Regions from separate parts of the Cydia pomonella genome. Here region 1 is linked to region 2. The links are chromatin contacts, called in public Hi-C maps. All regions are on one chromosome and are shown on one strand. The core of a region is the stretch at or near the end of the contact, and the rest is flanking DNA. Distances in the headings are between cores, read along the strand shown. Region 1 holds the start of LOC133519190 (peptide chain release factor 1). Region 2 holds the start of LOC133519181 (6-pyruvoyl tetrahydrobiopterin synthase).

What was found. A called contact is a pair of places that touch in the nucleus more often than the background predicts.
Region 1: a contact with region 2 is called in a Hi-C map of whole body, with 2.5 times the contacts expected there. The contact joins the promoter of LOC133519190 here to the promoter of LOC133519181 in region 2. A contact is called at or near these places in 2 of 2 Hi-C or Micro-C datasets (both in whole body).

The regions. Positions count from the first base shown.
Region 1 is chr6:18,604,172-18,609,538 of ilCydPomo1, reverse strand. LOC133519190 (peptide chain release factor 1) reads right to left here and starts at 3,277. Exons shown (of 2, transcript XM_061853165.1): 1 at 2,204-3,277; 2 at 1,298-1,857. The coding sequence starts at 3,175. The coding sequence ends at 1,621. It overlaps LOC133519188 (voltage-dependent calcium channel subunit alpha-2/delta-3), which reads left to right. Exons shown (of 28, transcript XM_061853156.1): 28 at 1-1,497. The coding sequence ends at 46.
Region 2 is chr6:18,404,153-18,408,815 of ilCydPomo1, reverse strand. LOC133519181 (6-pyruvoyl tetrahydrobiopterin synthase) reads left to right here and starts at 2,290. Exons shown (of 4, transcript XM_061853145.1): 1 at 2,290-2,601; 2 at 3,046-3,125; 3 at 3,602-3,747; 4 at 4,107-4,413. The coding sequence starts at 2,534. The coding sequence ends at 4,316. It overlaps LOC133519180 (electron transfer flavoprotein subunit alpha, mitochondrial), which reads right to left and starts at 2,115. Exons shown (of 6, transcript XM_061853144.1): 1 at 1,955-2,115; 2 at 1,688-1,828; 3 at 1,078-1,558; 4 at 264-415. The coding sequence starts at 1,996.

The sequences.
Region 1 (5,367 bases), core at 2,028-4,527, 200 kb before region 2:
GTTATGGATTCCTCTGGCAGCAGTCTCAATTTATACATATGTGTAAAATCTATCCTTGACTGGAATTGCCCTAAATTTTAATGTCCATTGTATTTTATATACTTTAAAAAGGTGGTGAATCGCATTACTTCAGCACGTCTATCTCGTCATGCACATAACGATGTGTCGAGTCGCGCTTGATGTATGAAATAGCGCGATATGCGACAAGATATGCTAGACGTAATGGGATAGCTTTAAATTTGTCGTGTTGGTTAATGTCATTACAGGTTTTATTTGAAATGTTTGGCATTAAGGGCATTTTTTCTTTTAGCAACTTATACGAATTTATTGGAGAGTATTTACAAGTTTTTACAATAAATTTATTAAAAATAACAATTAACATGTCATAACAAATTTTTCAACATTTTAGACATAGAGTGGTCTTCATTACGGAACATGCAGATGTGGAATATTATTTGGTAAATTAAAATTTCGTTGTTAGTAATTCAAGATAGATAAACATTATTTTTAGAACTAGAAGTAGCCACTGTTACATGTCATTCCCACATATCAGATATACTTAGTCATAATGTGTTTATTCTTAGTGTTAATTCAATGTCTTATAAAGAAACTAGCTACTTTCATGCTCCCAATGTGCCACATGGACATGGCTAGTAAAAGTTTATATTTAATTGTCACCAGAGTTGAAAGATTGTATTTAATTTTAGTATTAAACATTATTTTCAGTGGCAAAACTGAATGTGAATAAAAGAATAGGGTTGGCGGGTGGGAAATAAAGAAATGAATGTAAATATAAGATAGTTAGCTTTTCAACAAATTGAAACAAACCCGTTGTATTCATTCTAGCTATGTTAAATATTCATAATATTATATATGCAAACATTTTATGTTGTATGTTAAGTTTATTCTAGTCTTCAGTAATTCAATTTATAAATATTATAGTAAGTACATAAGTTTACATAATTCTGAGAGATTGGTCGGCGTTTCCGTCCTGATAAATTTGTAATATTGCTTGACACTAAGATTGAATTTTCTTGCAAAGATTGTTGTCAGTTCGGTTTTCGGTATACTGATGTTCCAAAAACCAGCTTGGATAGTGAATTTGATTTAGTAAATATTTTATACCTAGTAAAAATTTTCGTGTGAATGATTATTTCACATTCTATTATCAAACACATAGGTTGCATTACATTTGAAACTGCACATATCACTTGTTTCTCATGCAACTAATATAATATACTAATACAATAAATACCTATGACTATGGTGTGAAATAATTATTAACACTTTAGAGATATTTTAAACAAAAAATATTATTTTATTCAATTTATTAAATACTTTACAGTCATATTTCTATTTGTAAGAATATATTTTAGTATTTAGTAAAATACATATTTTGAATCTCTGTCATAAAATAGAAATGTGATTATTTATTTCCTTGAAATAAAATGTGATTGTTCATTTGGTAAAGAATAAATATTTGTTGTTTTGGTTTAACAGTATTTTTAATTAACTACTTTTATCTCGATACAGCAGCCCAGCAATGGGACTTATATAGGCTGAATTATTATTTATTATCTCGATACAGACTACAATTAATTAAATAAAATGACTTACAGTCTAACTAGTAGAGGCTTCCTCCTGCCCATATTTCCTATTGAATTCCTCAATTTCACTCATAACAGTTTGATAGCGTGCCTCTCTCAGAAGAGATTCCTGGAGCTCTTCCAGTAGGTCGCCTCCCTCCATGAAGGCCTTGAGATTGTGCACCGTACTGCCGCCTGGCCGGTGCTCAGTCACTCTATCCTGAGGATAGTTGTATGTTCTGATTTTTTCATTTCTATTGCTTGACCCAACCTGTAATAGAAAGAATAAGCATATATCCGTCTATTACATAAATATTACACAACACCTGGGACACACGGTACTGAGGTGATCACAAAGTGTCTTGATTTACCAATTCAAGTATATATTCTTGGCACCAACAAGGTCCTATCCCTGTCATGAAATAATTGTGTGCAGAGAATTAAATTTTGGTCAGTTGTAAATTCCTTAATAAATCTTAAAAAAGCATGCAACAACTTCAACATTATAATTAATTTTTAAGAAATATAAAGGAATGTTATATAAAGAACCAAGTTACTAATAATATAATCAAATTGATTATTTTATTTCTTCAATCAATAATAATCAATCAACCAACCTGGGATTTCCTCTCTGCATTGATTTTGGATGTCAGTTCTTCTTGTTGCTTCTGTAGCAAGAGAGTCCTCAGTTTCTGCATGGCAATTTCTTTATTTTTTATCTGTGACCGTCCCTCCTGGCAGTCTACAACAGTGCCAGTCGGCAGGTGTGTGATACGAACAGCACTGTCCGTTGTATTCACATGTTGTCCCCCTGCACCACTTGCTCGCTTAGTTTCAATTGAAATATCCCTATCAGGTATATCTAGTTCAACCTCACTAGGCTGCGGCAAAACTGCTACCGACACTGTGCTAGTGTGTATGCGGCCTCCCTTTTCTGTAGCAGGTATTCTTTGAACTCTGTGCACCCCGGCTTCTAGCTTCATGAGCTCTGGCACACCAATTCCTTTAATCAGCATGGAACCCTTTCTAATACCCCCAATGTCAGACTTTTCAATAGAAGCTATATTTACTTCCCAATCCTTAAAATTTGCATACGATTCATATAATTCGAAAAGCTCTCGGGCAAACAGCATGGCCTCTTGACCACCTGCGCCGGCTGTGACTTCTAGCAAAATGCCACCCTCTGTTAAATATGGTTGAAATAGAACTGACTGGAGGTCACTGTCTACTTCCTTGAGACGTCCGAGATAAATCTGAGCCTCCTCCTTAACCATTTTCTTCATTTCATCATCCTGGTTCTCTTTTTTATTGAGTTCTTTGAGGTTTTCGATACTGTCAAACAAAGCTATCCTTTCCTCAAGTACTTGAACAATAGGCTTTATTTCACGCAGTCGTTTGACTTCTGCATCGTTGCGACGTGATTTAATTAAAAGTTCTTCGTGTTCTAACAATAAATGTCTAAGATACTTTTGCACGGCTGGTTCAGATAACTTCAATGAATTTTCGGAAGAATAACATTGTCGGAGTAAAAGAGAATGCCTGCCTATTTTAAACAACGATCTTATTGTTGACATTTTTGTAAGCAACATCACTGTTTGTAGTAAACTAATAAGAACTAATCAATATCATCAAATTTAGAATTGTTTTCGAGGCAAAACTTTAAGGTTATAATTTGACCGAAGATTAAATTGTCACTGTCAAGTGTCAATGTTACTTAACTTTTTTACAGTTCATAAGATTCAAGTTTGTTTTCTTTGTTTTTTTACGTTCGTTTTATTTCGATATACATAGTATATGTTGATTATATTTTAATTGGGAATTATGATAGTGATGCTTAAAATATTTCAAGTGAACTGAATACTGATAAATTTACCATACATTTTGTATATTATATATTTATGTACTATTTGGCGTATGCTGCCATCTACTGATGAATAGCATAGCAATTACAAAGTTGTTCTACAAAGATTCCTCAACAGATGGCGTTAAAAAAAATATAATTTCAGTAAATTATAACAGATGGCAGTACAGTATAATATAGTGATGTAAAATTTTGGCATCACTGGCACTGGGACCGTGCGAAGTGCATGGTGGGGGTAAGTAAAGCGATCCCAGCGCATAAGGTGGTAAAAATTTGAACTAACTGCGGATAGCGTCTTTAACATTTCGTACAATTATATGGCTCGAAATGAAACTTTGATTTACGATTACTCATGAAATATTCATTTAAATTGTATGGTGTAAGGGACCATTGTAATCTGTATGAAATGCTTAATATAACTAACGTATTTATTTTGATAATTGTTAATAATGTATCCATGTAAATAGCTTTGCAAATGCCACATATTGCGTGATCTTTTTCTAGAAGTTAAGAATTGATATTGTAAGTTATCCTGAAAAGATAGACATTTAACATCGTGGACTTTTTTGTAGACCTATGAATGAGAAACAACCCCACCATACATTGTGTTGTTATAGGTCAAACGGATTAGGCAGCGTTTTCGATTAAAGGTCCTAGCCAGCGTGATTTTTTCCGACAACATCGTTATATTTCAAACAATTTACACAAAACCTTAACAAGTTATATACTTTAACCTTCCTCCAGAATCACTCTATTGATAGATGAAAGTCATATGAAAATCCGTTCAGTAGTTTTTAGTTTTGGAGTAGTTTTATAAGATGTAGTGAATTGACGTTTTCCCCTAGACTTGCGGACACTTGGTTGCGTGACAGTCGTGCACGCTCCCAGTTGAATTTATAACAAAATCTAGTAAAATAATTAGCAAATGAGCAATTTGTAATTTGCAATGTAAGTACCAATGTAATGTATGTATTAAGTACAAGCTTTTTATTAACTTGCAATGTACCCATGTATGTACGGGTCAAATTTTGCAAGTTTTTGATCCACTTCCCGGTTTTCGATGAAGCTGAAAATTTGCATACATATGTAAGTCGGGTGACACTGCAATATCTGATGTTGGAGACAGGAGGTAGCCATAGGAACTCTGTGATAAAACAACGCTACCTAATTGTGTTTGGGATTTTTAGAATTGTCTTGATGAGTATTTAGTTGCCTGTGGAAAGAAAAGTACAGTCGGCAATAAAAAGTTGTACTTACCAAAAATGTAATTTTTCCCAAAATCTTGATCTTCTTTAAATTACAGAAAAAGTCAAGATTACTCTTTTTAAAGCCTTCTGTGTATCTTTCTACTCATGTAGCCTGTGGGTCAATTATACGCAAAGAGCGTACAGCGATCTTCGCGTTCAATACAATAACGCGTTCCGGGTGCTGATGGGGCTGCCGCGACACTGTAGCGCGTCTGGCATGTTTGCCGAAGCCAGGACAGATGGCTTTGCGGCCGTCATGAGGAAAAGGTGTGGCTCGCTCATGTCCCGTCTGCGCGGCAGTCCCAATCGCATCTTGAGCATTTTTGCTAACCGCTGGGACAACCCTATGTTAGCCCGGTGGACGTCCATGCATGTTGTCAAACACTGCTGACCCTATGTTGTGCTTATTATGTTTATTTATTTATTTTATTTTATTTTACTTTTTAGTTAGTTAAGAACAGCCATTAATAATTAGTTTTTAAGATTAACTAACAAGATTGTATGGGCTCTGTCTGAAATAAATGTTTTTATTTATTATTATTATATTATTAATTACATATAGTGCTCCTCTGCTGTCCTTTTTGGAAGCGTCGAAATTTATTGTCGCCTACAGATGATTTGATCAAAATTATAGCAATTGAGTGAGCCGTCCTAGTCTCGTCCCTCCCTATTC
Region 2 (4,663 bases), core at 1,041-3,540:
TTATTATCAATTTCGTATGCCTAAGTAATAACAAATATATGAATTTTGTTTTCATGATTATTATCAATTTCGTATGCCTAAGTAATAAGAAAAATAAATGACCGTAGTAGAAGAAAATAATAGTATAAAATACATATTTGTAATACATTTTGTATTCTTATACACCTTATTCTTTACAGCTAATTATTTCCCTTGACCGAAGTAGACCCAGGGTTCCAAATACATTTTCCAGCTTCTCATGAGTTTGAAGTCTGTATACTTACTGGAGCAACAATCTTGCCAGTCTGGCCAATCTGCAGGTCATTGGCCACGAAGCCAGCGTCGACGGCCGCGCGGGAGGCTCCCACGGCAGCGTTCAGCTTGTCAGCTAGGTCATAGAGGAGCTTGAAGTTGTCGCCCGACTTCAGACCACGGCCTGAGAAGTAAGAAATACACAATATGGGTGACTTTGTCAGCATTGATTTATGGTTCAATTTCGCCTAGCCCCTGTCATGGGATGGCTCTATGTCATGCACACAGCCAATACCATTATTACAATAGCATATTTGATACCAATTATGATTAGAGAAGTTTAGAAAACAATTAATACAATAATTAAATTTAATTGTATTCTTAACCTCTGTTGGAAATATATATAATATTCAATATTTCATATTAGTACTTACTTAAAGCAACTATATTTTCAACATCAATGTTTATCACATTTCTTTACAAGTGAATGGCAAATTGATAAAATTAATCCTTACAGTTTTATTTTCATAGGTGAGACCAAAGCACAGTGTCTCCGCTGGCTTGGCCACCTTGAAAGGATGAGTGACGATTGAGCAGTCAAAAGCGCTTACTACTGGAAGTCGTCCTGTTGGTCATCCTAAATATTGTTGGGCGGATAGAGTGGAGGCAGATCTCCAGCAGCGAAAGCTGATGCGAATCCGCTCTGAGCATAGCAAAGTGGCATGCTCTTGTGTTGGAGGCCAAGATTCATTTTGGGTCATCCCGCCAGTAGTAGAGTTTGTTTTGTATACCCTCATATAAGAATATCGCTTATAAAAATTTAAGTAAACAGTGAAGTTTTATCACCTCCAGACACAATATTCTTAGCGCTGGTAAGCTCGGGCCTGTCCGATTTGGAGAGCTCCTGTGACACCCACTGCACCAAGTCAGTCTTGTAGTCCCCTTCAGGAGCCTTCTCCACAGCAGCAGAGCCTCCTTCCAGGGAATCAGGGGCGAAGGCAGTGCCTCGGACAGTGATGACCTTGATAGCATCCTTGGCTTCAAGTGTTAGCACTGCATTTCCAGCATAGATGGTCCTCACAAATGTGTTAGCATCCTTGACACCAATAATGTCAGTGATAGGCGACACATCCAGCTTGGCTGCTACTCTTGGAAGCACAGCCTTTCCAATGGCAGTAGCTGGTGCCAAGATGTGTGTAAAGTTGAACTGCTTCTGAGTTGCCAGGATAAGGGGAGTGAGTGATTCTGCAGTAAAGCCTTTAAATGCCTCACTCTCAGCTACAAGGACCTTGGAGACACCACCGGCCTTGGCAATCTTCTCAGCTGCCTGTAAATTGCAACAAAAAATATGCCTATTACCTAGTACATAACAATGCAACATGTATTCATTGAAGAAATAAAAAGTTAATTATTATGATAATGTTTACTTAACCTCATAGTGCTTCTTGATACTTACTGGACCACATTTAGTGCCTGCAACTAGTACTGAAATATCTCCGCCGATTTTCTTGGCTGCGCTCAAGGTATTCTGGGTAACTGCAGATAATGCCTCATTGTTATGTTCAGCGATGACCAGCGTGCTCTGCAATCGACGCAACTAAAAACAAGCAATATATACGAAGATACATTAGTATATGAAGGCATCATGATATGATTATCAAATCAATCTTTGAACTCTTATCGATCAACTTAGAGAAGATTTTCAAAACTACTGTTAAATTACCTGTGTAGAATACAACAAATGCCTTGCAGATGGCGAAAACATTTTGCCAGCCAGTATTTAAACCAATTTTAATAAAGTACCAATCAATGAAAAATAATATCTAAAAAGGTTACAAAGTCCACTGTGTATCTGCCAACCAGCCAGTGTAGCAGTGTTGGTGATTCGAAACAAGAATCTGTCAAAATGAGAAACTTTGTGTAGTTTTTATGATGGGCTTAAACAGTTGAATATTATTTTTATAATGTTGCTAGTTTAAAATTCTAAAGACAAAACTAACTTGATCCATTACTGTCATCGTGACTTATGTCAGTGAGTCGATGGTGAGTCGGTGTCTCCATTCAACAATCTCGTTCTCATTTCAAGTTCAAGTCAAGTGTCAAGTAGAATTAGTAGAATGTAATTGGATCAATCGGCTAACTATCATTTGTCTTAATTACTGCCAATTAACTATTTCAGTGATATAAATATTAGTAATTGACATTTAGTAACTGATTGTGTTGAATACTAGTGTCAATACTGATTGAAATAAACTCACAAGTGAATTAAAATAAGTGTTTGTTTTACTGTTGTTACAATAAAATGTCGTCGTTGCCTATTGTATCTATAACAAGAAGAGAAACTTTCAGCTCTTGTCACCGTTTACACAGGTATTGGTGTATTATTTCACACATTTCTTTTATTCCATGAACAAAGTAACGGCAGTTGAGTCAGCTAAGTTTATTTACTTGCTGTCAGCACAAAATCTTTCTGTTAGGCAATTTCAAGTTTTGTGTCATCGGGTTAAGGTTTAGTTTTTGTTGTCAGTACGTAAGTAATGACACGTGAATAAATCACAAGTCGATTGTGTTTTAAATGACTTGATGTACTTTATAGTATAATAACATATTATTTTACAAAATCTGTGCATAAACAAAATATGAATCAACAAAAATGTAAACTATGTTTTTGATAAAGATATTAAAACACAGTTTAAGTAACTTTGTACACCCTGTTGTATACCCTGATCAGCTCAGCAAAGTAAAAACACATTGTTACCTATTTTCTCAGGTGAAAGACCAGGTATCACTAAACCAAATAATTCTTTTTTACAGTCCATTTTTAAGTGATGAAGACAATAAGAAACTTTATGGAAAGTGTAATAACCCAAATGGCCATGGGCACAACTATGTTGGTAAGTAATGTTTAGGCTCTTTACTTAAGTTACAGCTGCAGCTAGCAGTTACACTACAACAGAGCATGTGAACTTCAGATGAAGTGTATTACTAAGCCAATAGGCATTTCACCACACTGCTATTCATATTAATAACATAAAGTAACAGTATTTTTTTTTTCTTATACAGATAAGAAAGAGCACAATAATGTCTTGCCTAATTTATATTAAGCTAATTATCAGAGCAATATATTAATGTAATTATTATTATTCTTGACAGATATTGAATTGTTATACTGATGTTGAATTTAACAATAAGATCATCAAACAAAAGAAAAGTGTATCAAAAATACTTGTATATAATGTTTATAGAATAAATTCTAAATGATTCATAGAAACCTCTAGATTAATACAATCAGCAGAAAAAACTAACAGTTTGAGACAATCAACTCCCGCATTGACCTTGTAAATAATCAAGAAGAACATATATTTTACAGTACTGGTGACAGTAAAAGGTCCAGTAGATGCTCACACTGGGATGGTGATGAACATCCATGACCTGAAGCAGTACATGAAGGAGGCTATCATGGACCCCCTGGACCACAAGAACTTGGATCAAGATGTGCCTTATTTTAAGACAGTGGTAAGAAAATGATCATTGTGAAGCTATAAGCTTAACCTTTGACCACCCAAGAATCAAAACTAGGCAAAAAATAAATATTCAAAAACACAATGGAATAAGAGGCCTTTTTATAGGATAAATAAAAGCCAAGAGTAAAATTTATGCACTTTTGACTAAACATTGCACAAAAAAATGTAATATTCAATTTCATGTCCAATGAAAATTAAAATGCCACTAATAGATATTTAATTGTTGTTTAATTATGTACTTTCTTAAAATACATATAATATATTGAGTTATGATGTTAAATAATTAACCTAATAATTCAATTATTAATAAGTAGATAAGTGACATATTTCTTATTTTTTTGGAATTTTTAGGTCAGCACCACAGAAAATTTAGCAATTTACATATGGGATCATCTACAGAAAGTAATGGAAAAGCCTTCTCTACTGCATGAAGTGAAAATATTGGAAACTGAGAAGAACCATGTGGTTTACCGCGGCGGCTCCACTTACCCGCGCAAGAAACACGAGAACTCTAGCCTGCATTCCAGCCACCACCACAATGTGTCCTCAGATTCAGATTGATTGAGAAATCCATACAATGCAACATTATATTTCTATAAGAAATGTCTATAATGTGCTTATAATTGTTAGAATAATAAACTAACATTATGTAACATAATTTTTGCAATTTTCAATAGTATATTCCTTTAATTTCGGGTTTGGTTAGTTTGGTTTACCAACATCAAACACTTGGTTGGTCGAAAAATTTTGATTATTTAGTAATTAAATACATAACATAGCTTTCCATATGCAGTTGTCATAATATACCCTTAGATAAAGAAACCCATAATATCCCATACCTATATGTATATGTAGTTACAGTTAGGGCATGTTTCACAATGTCCAAGTAAAGTCCTGAATATGCTAAT